Linked DNA regions of Zea mays: region 2 is linked to region 1. Evidence: chromatin contacts called from public Hi-C data. All regions are on one chromosome and are shown on one strand. Each heading gives the region's core, a stretch centred on a gene start, on an enhancer-like site or on the middle of the called end of the contact. The rest is flanking DNA. Distances are from core to core; before and after follow the strand shown.

The links. Hi-C and Micro-C count contacts between places; a contact is called where the count stands out from the background.
Region 2: a contact with region 1 is called in a Hi-C map of leaf, with 5 times the contacts expected there. The contact joins the promoter of LOC103635500 here to the promoter of LOC103635498 in region 1. A contact is called at or near these places in 6 of 25 Hi-C or Micro-C datasets (bundle sheath, ear, endosperm and 2 more).

The regions. Positions count from the first base shown.
Region 1 is chr8:86,300,756-86,307,527 of Zm-B73-REFERENCE-NAM-5.0, forward strand. It overlaps LOC103635498 (elongation factor 1-alpha-like), which reads left to right and starts at 2,899. Exons shown (of 3, transcript NM_001301478.1): 1 at 2,899-2,961; 2 at 3,640-4,121; 3 at 4,856-5,954. The coding sequence starts at 3,660. The coding sequence ends at 5,737.
Region 2 is chr8:86,476,106-86,483,189 of Zm-B73-REFERENCE-NAM-5.0, forward strand. It overlaps LOC103635500 (RNA-binding protein BRN1), which reads left to right and starts at 5,509. Exons shown (of 9, transcript XM_008657936.3): 1 at 5,509-5,893. The coding sequence starts at 5,668.

The sequences.
Region 1 (6,772 bases), core at 1,649-4,148:
GGCACTAGGGCTAAACTCAATTGAGTAGCTCTCAATTGCTTGCTCTCTCTTTTGTGGCACTTGCGTTGGTTGTAGTGGTCTAAATCTTGTGTATAGGATGGATCAATGAATATATGTGGTTGGGAGGGCTTGAGTATGTCAACTAGATGACTTGGAATGTTGCTTGGGCTCCCTCACATTGAAGTGGCCGATTGGGGTGGTATTTATAGCCACCAACCAAAAACTAGCCGTTGGCGAAGTGTTCTGGCGAAGGGCGCACCGGACAGTGTCCGGTGCGTCAGCCACGTCACCAGGCCGTTGGGTTCCGACCGTTGGAGCTCTGACTGCTGGGCCTGCCAGGATGTCCGGTGGCACACCGGACATGTACTATAGAGTGTCCGGTGTGCCAGCGCGCGCGAGCCTGACTTCTGCGCGCTCTGGCGCATTTAATGCTGCTGCAGGTGACCGTTGGCGCGAACTAGCCGTTGCTCTGCTGGTTCACCGGATAGTCCGGTGTGCACCGGACACGTCCGGTGAATTATAGTGGAGCAAATTCCGAAGCTGGCGAGTTCCAGAGTCGCTCTTCCCTGGGGCACCGGACAGTCCGGTGAATTATAGCGGAGCGCCTCTGGATTTTCCCTAAGGTGAAGAGTTCAGCGTGAAGTCCCCTGGTGCACCGGACACTGTCCGGTGGCACACCGGACAGTCCGGTGCGCCAGACCAGGGCACACTTCGGTTATCCCTTTGCTCTTTTGTTGAACCCAATTCTTGGTCTTTTTATTGGCTAAGTGTGAACCTTTGGCACCTGTATAACTTATACACTAGAGCAAAACTAGTTAGTCCAATTATTTGTGTTGGGCAATTCAACCACCAAAATTAATTAGGAAATAGGTGTAAGCCTAATTCCCTTTCAACTGGCTTTGTCTGAAACCCCTAAAAGCTAGTGACCAACATATCCTTCAACTTCTGCCATGATGTAATTGTTCCTGACCTAAGAGAAGAATATCAGGTTTGAGCAACACTTCTGACTGCCATGACAAAGGACTTTGCCATGGCAGCGGTGTTGCCACCATATGATGATATGGTTGCTTTGTAGCTCATGAGAAACCGCTTCGGGTCCGAGTGACCATCATACATGGGAAGCTGGGGTGGTTTTTATGAAGGTGGCCATGGGGTAGCCTACAATTCTGTAGCTAGGGGGAAGCATCATCAAAAGCAATGTTGATGAAAGTCGTCATACCATATGTCATCATGGCTAGGGTTTTCTTGATGAAGGTCTCTCTGTTGTGGCTTATGCCCTTGTTCATTGTCTTGTGTGATGTGTGCATCTCTTTGGATGCTTCGTCTATCTTTTTCTGGAGCTCAGCTAGCCGAAACATCTTCTCCCTTCTTCTTTCCACTTGTTGATGGATAGCTTCTAGATCCCTGATCTCTTGATCCAACTCTTCGTCCTGTGGTGTTGGACTAATAGCTTTCCTCTTCTAGCTTCGGGTCTCCCTTAGAAGGAGCCCATCTTGATTGGTGTCCAAAGGAGCAAGGGAAGCCCCTGGCACCGCAGTCTTCCTCGGCGGCATGACAAAGGTGGTCGTTCGAGTTCTCTTAACGAAGGTGGTCGTTCGAGTTCACAGGAGGTGGGCGCCAATGTTGGTCACTTGTTTTTTATTGATGTGAACCAAGAACAAGGCAACACAATTGTTAAACGTTAAAGACCTTCGTTCTTCGAAGCATTATCTCCCTTCGGGTATAATGAGTCTCGGACGAAGGTCATGAAGAACATGTCTTCAATATTCACAAATATAAAAAACATAGTTACAGACGTAACATTACGTCATTTATTCATTTCATAACGAATGTATGAACAATATTAAGATACATTTCATATATTAACAAACTGATACACAATGCACGTTACATTGATTCTTTCGGCTTGCTTGAAGGCAAAGGCGTGAATGCGATTCCAATTCAGTGTGAACAATACGATGATACTGTTCATCTATTTATAGGCAATCGTGTAGCTTCGTACGATGTTACATTCATGCCCTCATAGATTACACACAAAGTTTATAATTATCCCAAGGACAATATTGTCAACAACACCTTCTCTTTACGCCGCCTTCCTGCGTCATGTAACGAAGCTTGCTTCGTCACACTTCCATTGATCTATCCCGAAGCTTTTCCAGTAACAAAGCTCCTGTAACACTTAACAAATGGTTAGCCGTGTTTTTGAGGACATTTGGAAGACGAAGGCCCCCAACAATACCTACATGTGTCTTTTATTTAGAAAACCATATCATGGTATGAGGGTTGTCCTTTTAACCCCATCATATTAATCTCCAATGGCATTTATATGCTTTGATTACCTTTGTTTTTATCTTTCTTCACTCTTCTATTCCTATTTAAATACATAATGATCCCTCTTACGGTATATACAACCCCATTTAATATGTGGTCTCTTAAGAGGTCAGTAAGGGGCAAAGTGAAAAAATACAATAGATGGACTCTTCGCGAAAAGGCCGTCTCTTTACGATTTTTATACACGTTGTCTCTTAGCTACATTAATGATTCAATGTCTAAGGGTTGTACCATGTAACCTCTTAGTCGTTTCTTATATTTAGAAAAAACCGAACTGGTGTCTTGTACCTGGCCTTATACTTAAATCCTGGACCGTTTTTGATATTGAACGGTTAATTAAGCCGTTTTAATTAGTACTACGGTTGAGCTCCTAATTTGGACGGCATTGAAGAATGTCATGTTCCACTTTCAGCATGAACAATTTCAATTTTCAAATAACAATGCCTTTCTGGCTCCGTTTATGGGCCCTGGGCCGCCATTCGGGAGTCAATTATTTGGCTGGTCCGGCCTACGCCGAAGCCCTTATATAAAGTCTCGAACCCTAGAGGCCAGCACCTTCCTCCCCAACTCGCCGTCGTCTTCTGCGGTTCTGCCGTCTACGCCTCCAATTTGGCCTCTCTCCCTTGCAAGGTATTGGCTCATCCTCTGCCACTCGACCTCTGTTCTAGATCTGCTTGATGCGATAGCGATTGGATCAAAGTTGTACTCTACTGCCTGCCCGTGCCTGTAGTGATTAAGTCCTTTGTTTTGCGAGCAATTGTAGCTATTGCACGTCCATTCCGTTAGGGATTTTGGGTTTTGTTTACTTCCGTGTTTTGATAACCTGATTCTTGCGGATTGTTTCTTCTGGATCCGACGAATTACTTACGCACCGTCGTTGGACGACTTATTGATTGTGCTTGCGGTAATTTTACGTGGTCATAATAAAGTGTCAGATCGAATTTTTTTATGTGTAGAGCAGCTGTAGTTTCTGTTTTGCAGATACTTTCCTCTGTATCCGTCTTCGTAGTTCATGTACAGTAAGAGTTGCAACCTCATAATATGACCAAATTTCTGATCTGGTTTTTATAGTATGTCCAATTTTTACTGGCTCAACATTCTATGCGCACACTTACTAGTTTGCTCTTTTTATGTTTTCTAGGCCTGCTTTGTTTTTATATTATATTGTTTGCTCTGTTCATTGTTTGCTGCTTTATTTTCCCGTGCTTATGTGTATGATGCTTTTTCTAAAGCTGATTGTTTTGTTAGTGGGGGGGGGGGGGGTTTGTTTACTAGTGTTTCTAATTATTGATTCGTCTGTCTTAACAGTTTAAGCTTCACCTTCAACCATGGGTAAGGAGAAGTCCCACATCAACATTGTGGTCATTGGCCACGTCGACTCTGGCAAGTCGACCACCACCGGCCACCTGATCTACAAGCTTGGAGGCATTGACAAGCGTGTAATAGAGAGGTTTGAGAAGGAGGCTGCTGAGATGAACAAGCGGTCCTTCAAGTATGCTTGGGTGCTCGACAAGCTCAAGGCTGAGCGTGAGAGGGGTATCACCATTGATATTGCTCTGTGGAAGTTTGAGACCACCAAGTATTACTGCACCGTCATTGATGCCCCTGGACACCGTGACTTCATCAAGAACATGATCACTGGTACCTCCCAGGCTGACTGTGCTGTCCTTATCATTGACTCCACCACTGGTGGTTTTGAGGCTGGTATCTCCAAGGATGGCCAGACCCGTGAGCATGCTCTCCTTGCGTTCACTCTTGGAGTGAAGCAGATGATTTGCTGCTGCAACAAGGTATGCTCTCAGGAATTTCTATTTTACTTTTCACTAGTTGAGACTCTAGTATAATGGTATATGAGATGTATACACTATTTTTAGTTGAATGTAGAATTTGTGAATTGCAATTAGTGGCTAGAGCTTCCATTAACCTTCTGTTTCTTTTGATATTTAGTAGTTAATTAACTTAATAGCCTTCAATATTGCTAGTCAGATCTGTTGCAGAAAGATTTTCTCTATAATTTTGATATAAATTTCCCACTCAATTGTTCTGAGTAATGTTTATAAGTTATTGGAACACTTAGTGGATAAGTAATGCATGTGCAAGTGTAGCAGCATTTAGTTGTCTTCATTTGATTCCTATGGTTACTTAACGTGCTGATGGTACAGTTCAGTAGTAGGATCCATTGACATATACCTTGTCAGCTCTGTATTTACCTTCTTTGCATTTGTTACATCCAGGACTTGCTATGTTGGTTACATATATATGAATTATGATATGTGGTGATCTACCTATTTATGTGTTAGTTCTTACAGCTGGGATGTCAGTGTAAACAACTTTATTCCTGTGCACCATACTACCAGTCAGTTAATTTTGATCTATGTGTTTTAACATATTTACAGTTTGCCTGCTGTTCATGTGATTTATTCCATTAAACTAATAGTATTGTTCTGTTTCAAGCATACACTGTCTTTGTGACATGGATAATCAAACTAATGGTAATGCTATTCTGTTGCTGTTCTGTTTTTAGATGGATGCAACGACTCCCAAATACTCCAAGGCGCGTTATGATGAGATTGTGAAGGAAGTCTCATCCTACCTCAAGAAAGTTGGGTACAACCCTGATAAGATTGCCTTTGTCCCCATCTCTGGTTTTGAGGGCGACAACATGATTGAGAGGTCCACCAACCTTGACTGGTACAAAGGCCCGACCCTGCTTGAGGCTCTTGACCAGATCACCGAGCCCAAGAGACCTTCGGACAAGCCCCTGCGTCTCCCCCTGCAGGATGTGTACAAGATTGGTGGTATTGGAACTGTACCGGTTGGTCGTGTGGAGACTGGTGTCATCAAGCCTGGTATGGTTGTCACCTTCGGTCCAACTGGCCTGACTACTGAGGTGAAGTCTGTTGAGATGCACCACGAGGCTCTTCAGGAGGCCCTTCCTGGTGACAATGTTGGCTTCAACGTGAAGAACGTTGCTGTGAAGGATCTCAAGCGTGGTTTTGTGGCCTCAAACTCCAAGGATGACCCTGCCAAGGAGGCTGCCAGCTTCACGTCCCAGGTCATCATCATGAACCACCCTGGCCAGATCGGTAACGGCTATGCCCCAGTGCTGGACTGCCATACCTCCCATATTGCTGTCAAGTTTGCTGAGCTGATTACCAAGATCGACAGGCGTTCTGGCAAGGAGCTTGAGAAAGAGCCCAAGTTCTTGAAGAACGGCGATGCTGGTATGGTGAAGATGATTCCCACCAAGCCCATGGTGGTGGAGACATTCTCGCAGTATCCTCCCCTTGGTAGGTTTGCTGTCCGCGACATGAGGCAGACAGTTGCTGTTGGAGTCATCAAGAGTGTGGAGAAGAAGGACCCGACCGGCGCCAAGGTTACCAAGGCAGCTGCCAAAAAGAAATGATGCAACCTGTCGTTAATCCTGTATCTGCTTTTGCAATACCTGACTTGTCACTCCATCCCGAAGTTTTGTATGCGGTTGTTACTGTTATTGTGTACTGTTAAGCTCTGCTGCGGCGTGCCCTGTTGTTTGGGTAGCGTCAACGTCGAGCGCCACTTGCGGGTGTGCCTTTGTCTGCTATCAGTAGCGGCAAAAATTGAAAGCTCTCGAGACTTATGTCCCTTTTGGGCGCCGTTGAACTGATTATTTTAAAGTCTGCCCACATTTTTCTACGACAGGTTCACTCGTGAGGATAGAGCGACAGAAGTATGAAAATAGAATAGGGTAGCAGCGAGACGAGCATCCCTTATGCAACTCCTGAAACGCACGATGTGTATTTTGCACGCTGTGTATTTTGAAATATGAAGTTAGATGAGTGGGATAGATGTACCTACAGAGGTGACCGGGAGGGTGGAACCGTTGCCGACGACGATGGAGGAAGGATGTGATAGGTGGGGTGGATGGGAGTGGAGGGGGTAGTGTGAAAGGAGGCTCCGGAGTCAACCACCCAATCGGTGGTGGTTCGGGGAGGTGGTGGTGACGAAGGTGCGGTGTGAGCGGAGAGGGCCAAAAAGGTGCCCCGATAGAGACACACGGAAGGGAGGGAGATGGCATGGGCTCAACCGCTAGGGAGGCGATCGTAGCACGTGGGAAGACAAGCGGTCCAGGCACGTGACGGCCCGCCTGAGGGTGGACCTCGACGCAGTCCCGAAGGATAGGGTTCCAGACTGGATCGAAGGACACGAACATGCCCCGGATGAGGTGGCCGTCGTGGAGGAGAACACGTACAGTCACGAGAGCGGCATGTGAGGTAAGGCTCATGTGTGGCGGGGGAGCAGCATGGGGCGGCCCGAGGCCGGGGATGTAGGGGGCCCCTCCATGGGCGAGGCTGCTGCTGATCGCAGCAGGGGCGATGGGGAGGTGCATGCCAGGGCTGGTGGTGGCAGCGGTTATGTCCATGGCAGCCAGCATAGCCGCAGTGGTGGCGGCGGTGGACGC
Region 2 (7,084 bases), core at 4,259-6,758, 180 kb after region 1:
AGTTAAAAGTTCTTTCAAAAGCGAGTTTGAAAAATTGCAAAGTCTTGGATGCGCGAACCGCCCGGGCCTTGAGGGCGGACCGTCCGCGATCCACCAGAGGGGTCCGAAGTCTGACCACTTCGGAAGCCACTTTGTTCTATTGCACTGCGGACCGTCCGGGCCTTAGGGCCGGACCGTCCGCAGTCATGACCAGAGAAGGCTGGTTTCGGGCCAGTCCCTGAATTATAGCGCGGACCGTCCGGTTGTGATGAGCGGACAGTCCGCAAGTGTCAAACATGTTTTGGATAGGGACTGTGTGATTTTGTAGATTTGTACTACGGACTGTCCGGGGGACTAGTCCGGACAGTACTGTCTCAGGTCTCGGACCGTCCGGCTTTATAGGCGGACGGTCCGCGCGTGTTAACTATTCTTGGTCCGAGGCTCGGGTGCCTCAAGCTGCCAGGTCGCGGACGGTCCGGCCTTGGAAGGCGGACTGTCCGGATCCACCTTTTCTGACAGCTCTGACAGTTTTCAAACGGGAATTATAGCCGTTATATGTACGACGGACCGTCCGGCCCTAGGGCGCGAACCGTCCACGTGTGCGCAGAACTGCTGCTTTTTGCACATAACGGTTGGATTTTGATGGGGGACTATAAATAGAAGGGTAGCTCGTGTGAGAGAGTTCTCTTGGCCATTCCTTGCACACATTGAGCTCATTTGTGATCCTCCAACTCACTCTCTCACACTCTTTGCTTGAGATTGCATTCTAGTGAGAGATTGAGGGTTCCTAGTGCATTTGCATCATTCGGTGATTCTTGAGGCACTAGGTGGTACACCGAGCAAGCGTCATTGGCTTTTTACTCTTGGAGGTTGCCGCCTCCTAGACGGCTCGGGTGATTGTCTCCGTCAAGCTCTCCAAGAAGATTGTGGAGAAGCCGCGGTGTTGATTGTGAGGGGTCCGCGCCTACCTCGCCGGAGCGGCAAAGGTGACATTAGTGGAATCGAGGTATTGAGTGATTTCTTGTCCACTTGGCTCAAAGATCAAGCCGTGTCTTGATAGAGGAGCAAGTGAGAGCTTGAAGTCCACCTCAACGTGGATTAGGGGTGATCGGCAAATCACCGATACCACGGGATAAATTTCGGTGTCTCTACCTTCTTGCATTACTTATTGCCTTGCAAGTGATTAGTGTTTTGCATATTGTTCCTCAAGTATTCAATCACCGTAGTTGTTTCTCATACATTGTTTACTTATTGTCACTAGAGAATTTATTCCTCTTGTTATATTGATTAAATTTACCTAGTGTTTTTGATTTTAGTCAAAACCGCCTATTCACCCCCCCCCCTCTAGCCGGTGTCCTAGATCCTACAGAGGTCATACCCTTCGAGTCAGAGGAAAAAGGAACACCTACCCATGATTTCTGCGCAGGTGGGTTGGGAGGCCCTTTTCTCCTTCTTCGCTCGAAGGCTCCTCAAGCGCTCCACTAAGTTCTCCCCCGCGTCCCTCTTTCGCTCCGCCTCAATGATGACGACCACCGGAAGGGGCAGGAGACACGACGCCAGGGGTCTGATCCCCTGCGGAGCCTGCATCAGATGAAAAAAATGACACACTAGGAAGAAGGGGCTCACCACGGTGCTCATGACATCCTTGGAAAGGCAAGGGGTGAATCCTCATCCATGAAGGACCCCAACGACAACATCGTGATGACCCTAACCCTAACCTCGATCTCTGTTAGCGCGAGCTACGGGGAGGAAGGATGGTCAGGGTCGTTGACTCTGGAGTACTGGTGCATCAGTTTCTGGTGGGCCATCAGAGGTTGAATCTGGCGATGCATGAAGGTACGCGCCAAAAGACCCGTTGCTTCAACGTCTTGACCAACGTCAGCAGATGCTCCACTTCGATCTTAAAGCTCGCCTATCCCATGCGTTGCTACTCCTCCGTAGATACCGGCTCCCGACGAGTGAATGGCGAGGAACTCCCAACCACATTCCTCACATAAAACCACTCATCTTCGTACCAGACGGAGGAAGGGAGGGGATCTTGAAATACTCCACTTTCCGACCAGAGCATAGCTGAATGATAGCCGAGCCGATGTACAACTGATCGCCGTGACCCAAGGACACCTGCGCACTGAAGAAATACTACCACAACCTCCAGTGGGGGTCAATCCCCATGAACACTTCACATAGTGTGATGAAGCATGCTATGTGAAGGATGGTGTTGGGATGGACATTCTGGACCTTCAGGTGATAGTGATGGAGGAGCCCACGCATAAAGGATGAAGGGGTAGGCCAAACTCGCACTCATAAAAGGATGCAAGCACGACCACTTCATCGTCCCTAGGACGAGGCACTTCACCATCACCTTCCAGCCTCCACCCTGAGACATCTTTTTTGGGAGGAACCTTTTTTCTCTAGGCCGTGAAGATGACTCTCCCGAATCATGCAGGATGGGAACGATGCCATGCGCACGGGAAGTAAAAGGATGGGCACAAGGTTGTGAGGAGGCAAAGCGATTGAGAGGGCTAGCTCACGGCACAAAAATACAGTAAGAGTAACCAACCCCGAGCACCCTCCCAATCTACTTATGCGTAAGTGCAGGGGGCAAGGATGGCACCCAAAAAGTGGGGGCCACCTCAAACAACACGAAGGGATTCACCCCTTTCGACGAAGGGTCACCTTGGGAGTCGGGCAAGGGAAACTGTGTGCCTTGTAGGATCCCGTCACCTAGGACAGAGCGCTAGAAGGACGTGCCATAGAAGTTGCACCAGTAACTGGTGGGGTGGTTAGCCAGACAGAAACGCCACCTAGGCACGATGTAGCAAGCAGACCATTTTGAGTCCCATCAAGCCGTCCACGCCGAGCAGAGTCATGATGACCACCCTGCTTTACCGTGCCACCGCAGTAACTACATCACACCAACCAGGTAAAACCGAGACCCACTCAAAAATCCCAACGCGAGCAAGCTCCCAGTGAGCTACAAGCTAGGTGACCGGCCCATAGGTCATTTGCTCATACCCACATCCAAGGTCGTACCTCACATTCTCCTGTGGGAACCCAATTGACGTGGTGGCCACAGAGCCTCCCTTTCGTCGGCAAGGTCGATCAAAGGGGCGATACGGGGTTGAATAAGGAAGGACTCAATGAGATGTCCCCAGCGGGTCGAGCCCCTTAGTGGGACCACTCGCTAAGAGTACACCTAGCAAAAAGGTGGTCGGATCTCACTTAGATAACCCGTTCACAGATTGACGACCCCCTCCGCGCGCCGAATAGGTCGAAGGAGGGTGTCCCTCCCCTCATAAGGGCTTTAGAAAACCCTTTTCGAACATGGATGCGTGCACATAAGAAGTCAGACTGACGACCAAAGAAACAAGGGCCAGAAATCACACCTTACACCAGCAAAATGGGCTCACGCTCAACATGTGATGACCATCGCAGAAAGGGTTCGCCCCTGAAGCTGCAAACCAACCTAGTTAACCCCAAGCAATCCACATGAATTACTCAGGGGCTACATCTACTAGATACGCTCGCGTGCACAAGACTTTGGTCATAAGCAGAAGGCGAGACAATAATAGATGGGCTCACGCTCAGCGCGTGATGACCACTGCAGAAAGGGTCTGCCTCTGAATCTGCAAACCAACCCAGTAAACCCCCGAGCAATCCACACGAATTACTCGGGGCTCAGGGGCTACATCTAGCAGATGCGCTTGCGCACACCTAGAATGGCCATTTCCCAACAAAAGCCTCTACGCAACTCCAAGGAGTTACACAAAGGCTCGGGGCTGCTGTTGGGCACCCAGGAACGGGGTGCCCAAAGGAAGTCCAAGAAATTCCTTGAAATGACCCACTAATCGATTCTCCATCGAGCAAACCCATGAGGTGGAACAGACGACCAAGTCTCTACCGAGCAACCCTGCGAGGTAGAGCGGACGACCAAGTCTCTGTCGAGCAACCTGCGCCGAACGACCAAGTCCTCCGTTGAGCAACCCCACGAGGCGGAACAAAAGACCAACCATTTGTCGAGAAATCCCGCGAGGCGCAACAAATGACTAGGTCCCGAGCAAAACAGCGTAGGGGAAGGGACAACCTAATGCTGCTGACCCACGTCAGCATGACAAGATGCGTCACCACCAAACCATGTTCGGGCCACGTGTACGGTGTCGAAAAGTCCCTGTCAAACACAATGGTATAGTCTCAGGTGAGCCCCCACTGATGTGTGGAGCTAGTCAACCCTTGTCGTAGGGACCTCAGCATTGGAGTATCTACAGTGACCCACTTACAGGAAAGGACGGGACGATACACCATACCGGGTGTATGCCTACGCATGCTGGAAGTGACGTGGGGTTCATGATGGAAGACAAAGCTGCGCCAAGCACGACCCTGAGCTCCACCATAAGACTACCCTTTGGCCTTTGGGACCCGTCGAACGTCGCTACATCAACATCAAGCTTGCTACAGGGACCCGTATGCCAAACAGACGAGGCGGTACGTCATACCAAGAGTACAACGACGTACAACCCTATAGACGACGTCGGGAGGACTACACCATCCAAGGGCAACCGGCCGAGCACCCTCCAGTAGAATACAAGTCCGCATTGTAAAGTCCTACCTTAGAACTATAAAAGGGCAGGACCACTTTCTTTCTAGGGACACAAGCACACTTGTTGTAACAATCTCCAAGCAATACTACGATTGACACTACACTATAGTAAGGTGCGAGTCCGAACCAGTATAACCCCTTGTCTCAGATTTCTCGTTGAGTCCCAGTGATTCACCATTCGGAGTGAGTCTGTGCTAGCACCTTCTACCGAACACAAATCTCATTGTCCCTTGGTTTCCGCGACAACTATGTTAAAATCACTATAGGGTACTAAGTGCTACTTATGATGCTGGACTAGGGCTACATCTCTACCAGCCTTGGTCCTAGATCCACCCCTGATCTCTTCTCAATATTCACAATAAGTGGACTTATTGGTTCCAACATGTCTCTTTGGTGTAACAACCTATCCTAGTGTGTACCTGGGTAGGAAGATGAGGGGGTGTGAGGGAGAGGGGAGCAAATAAATACAGAGGAAGAAAAAAGAGCATATTAGATATATACTCTAGCTTAAATAAGTTGAGAGGTAAATAAACAACACAAATTATTAGATAGATTATGTAATTTAGATACCTAGATTATGATAATTCATAAGCAAGCCAATAGGTGCTTATATAATCCATAAGATGAATTATGGTCCTGTTTGGAACCTCTACAGCTAATAGTTAGCCAACTAATAAATTATTAGCAGGGTTGAGTCAATTAATTAACTAATTGTTAGTTGTGAGATAGCTAATAATTAACTATAATATTAGCTGATAGTCCAAACAACTAATTTTTAATAGCTAACTATTAATTTTAGAAGTTCCAAACAGATTCATAATCATAGAATAGGTAAATAAACGGGGCCATAATCATGTGGAAAGCAAAATCACATGAAGCTAGCACATCTCACCAGCTTGTCTCCCCACGCTCCGACTTCATCACGCTAATAATTTAATCACCATTTATTTACTCGCTATTAGTCCCTCTCCCTCCATCCCTCCCGACTCCGTCTCCCTACCCTTCCCCCCTCCGCCGAGGCGACCAGCCCCGTCAATCCGAGACTCCCACGCAAACCCTAGCCAGCTAGCTAGCCACACCGGCTGGGTCCAATGGCGGAGGACGGCTGCGACAGGGACCAGCAGCAGCAGCAGCCGGCGGCCGCCGCGGCGTCAGGTGGCGCCGGGGTCGAGGGGCGCAGCAGGGAGAGCGTCAAGCTCTTCGTGGGGCAGGTGCCCAAACAGATGTCGGAGGCCGAGCTGGTCGCCATGTTCCGCGGCGTCGCCCTCGTCGACGAGGTCACGGTCATCCGCGACAGGGCCACCAGGGTCTCGCGAGGTCCGGATCCGTATGCCTCCGTCCTTGTTGCTGAATTCTTTCGCCCTCCCTGCAATGCGGTGCGGTGCGACGCCCCGCGTGGGGGTGGGACCAACGGGTTGTCGCGATCTGAGGCGTGGCTTCGCTTGGGACAGCTGGAGGGAGACGGAGGCGTGCTGCCTCCGGCCGTCCGTCTCTCGGGAGGGGTTCCTTGCTTTTGAGGGCTCAACTTTGTGGGTGCTAAGCTAGTTCGGGGCAATGCCGCTGAAGTTGCTGTTTTCCTGTTCGTGGGTGTTCATGCGGAGCCGAAAAGCTAGCGGATCTCGTCATTCGCTAGGAATTGGCTGTTTTACCAGCGATCCCTGTGCAATGGGTGATATGATGCGTTCACTTGGTGTTACCTCTTGTTCTCTCTGTGTGTTACAGAAATGCATGCTGTGATGCGACCTCCCTTTGGTGGAGGATAGCTTTGAACATCTTATAGTTTGATATGTTTTATGTTGGAAGTTGTTTTGTTTGCTCGGAGGACTGCTGGGACTTGAACCCTTTGACTCTTTTGGTACCCAAAGCTGGCGTACGATGTTGCAAATTTGCAATGTTTTGTTTGCTTATCTTCAGTTTCCATCCTTCTCTTTTGATGAATTTGCAGGATTAGATCCACAGTTTGCTGTTTTGATGGACTTTAGGCTTTTAGCTCCTGCCAATACTTTGGATCTTGCTTCTTATCATCTGTTTTTGATCCCGTGATGCAAAATTTTGTGTTGATTGCTTGAGATTTAGTTGGACCTGGGCTTTGATTTGAGCTGGTTAGTTTCAGTTGGCCCCCGAATATAGGCTGCCTGTGTTTTAGTACATACCAACTGATAACTGAAGATGCTCTTGTATGATTTGGCTAAAATTTAGGGACAACAGAATCTCACACATGTTTGCTGTTTTTGTCTATTTAAGAACATCATTGGTTCAAGAATTTTATTAGTATACGACCATTCAAAACTCCATTGACCGTGTTTTAGTAAGAGTTTGGTTCTTTGCAACACTACAGGGGAGTGGAGCTTCTTTATTGTGACTGGTTTGAATTTTTGTGGAGGTACTGCTTCATTATGCTTCTGATTTCTAATAGTTTTAGCATTCTCCTCCTGAAGGGCTGAAGGAGCCATGTAAAAGTGATAGCTTGTGTTGTTCTTCATGTGCAAATTCAACTGGAATGTCCTT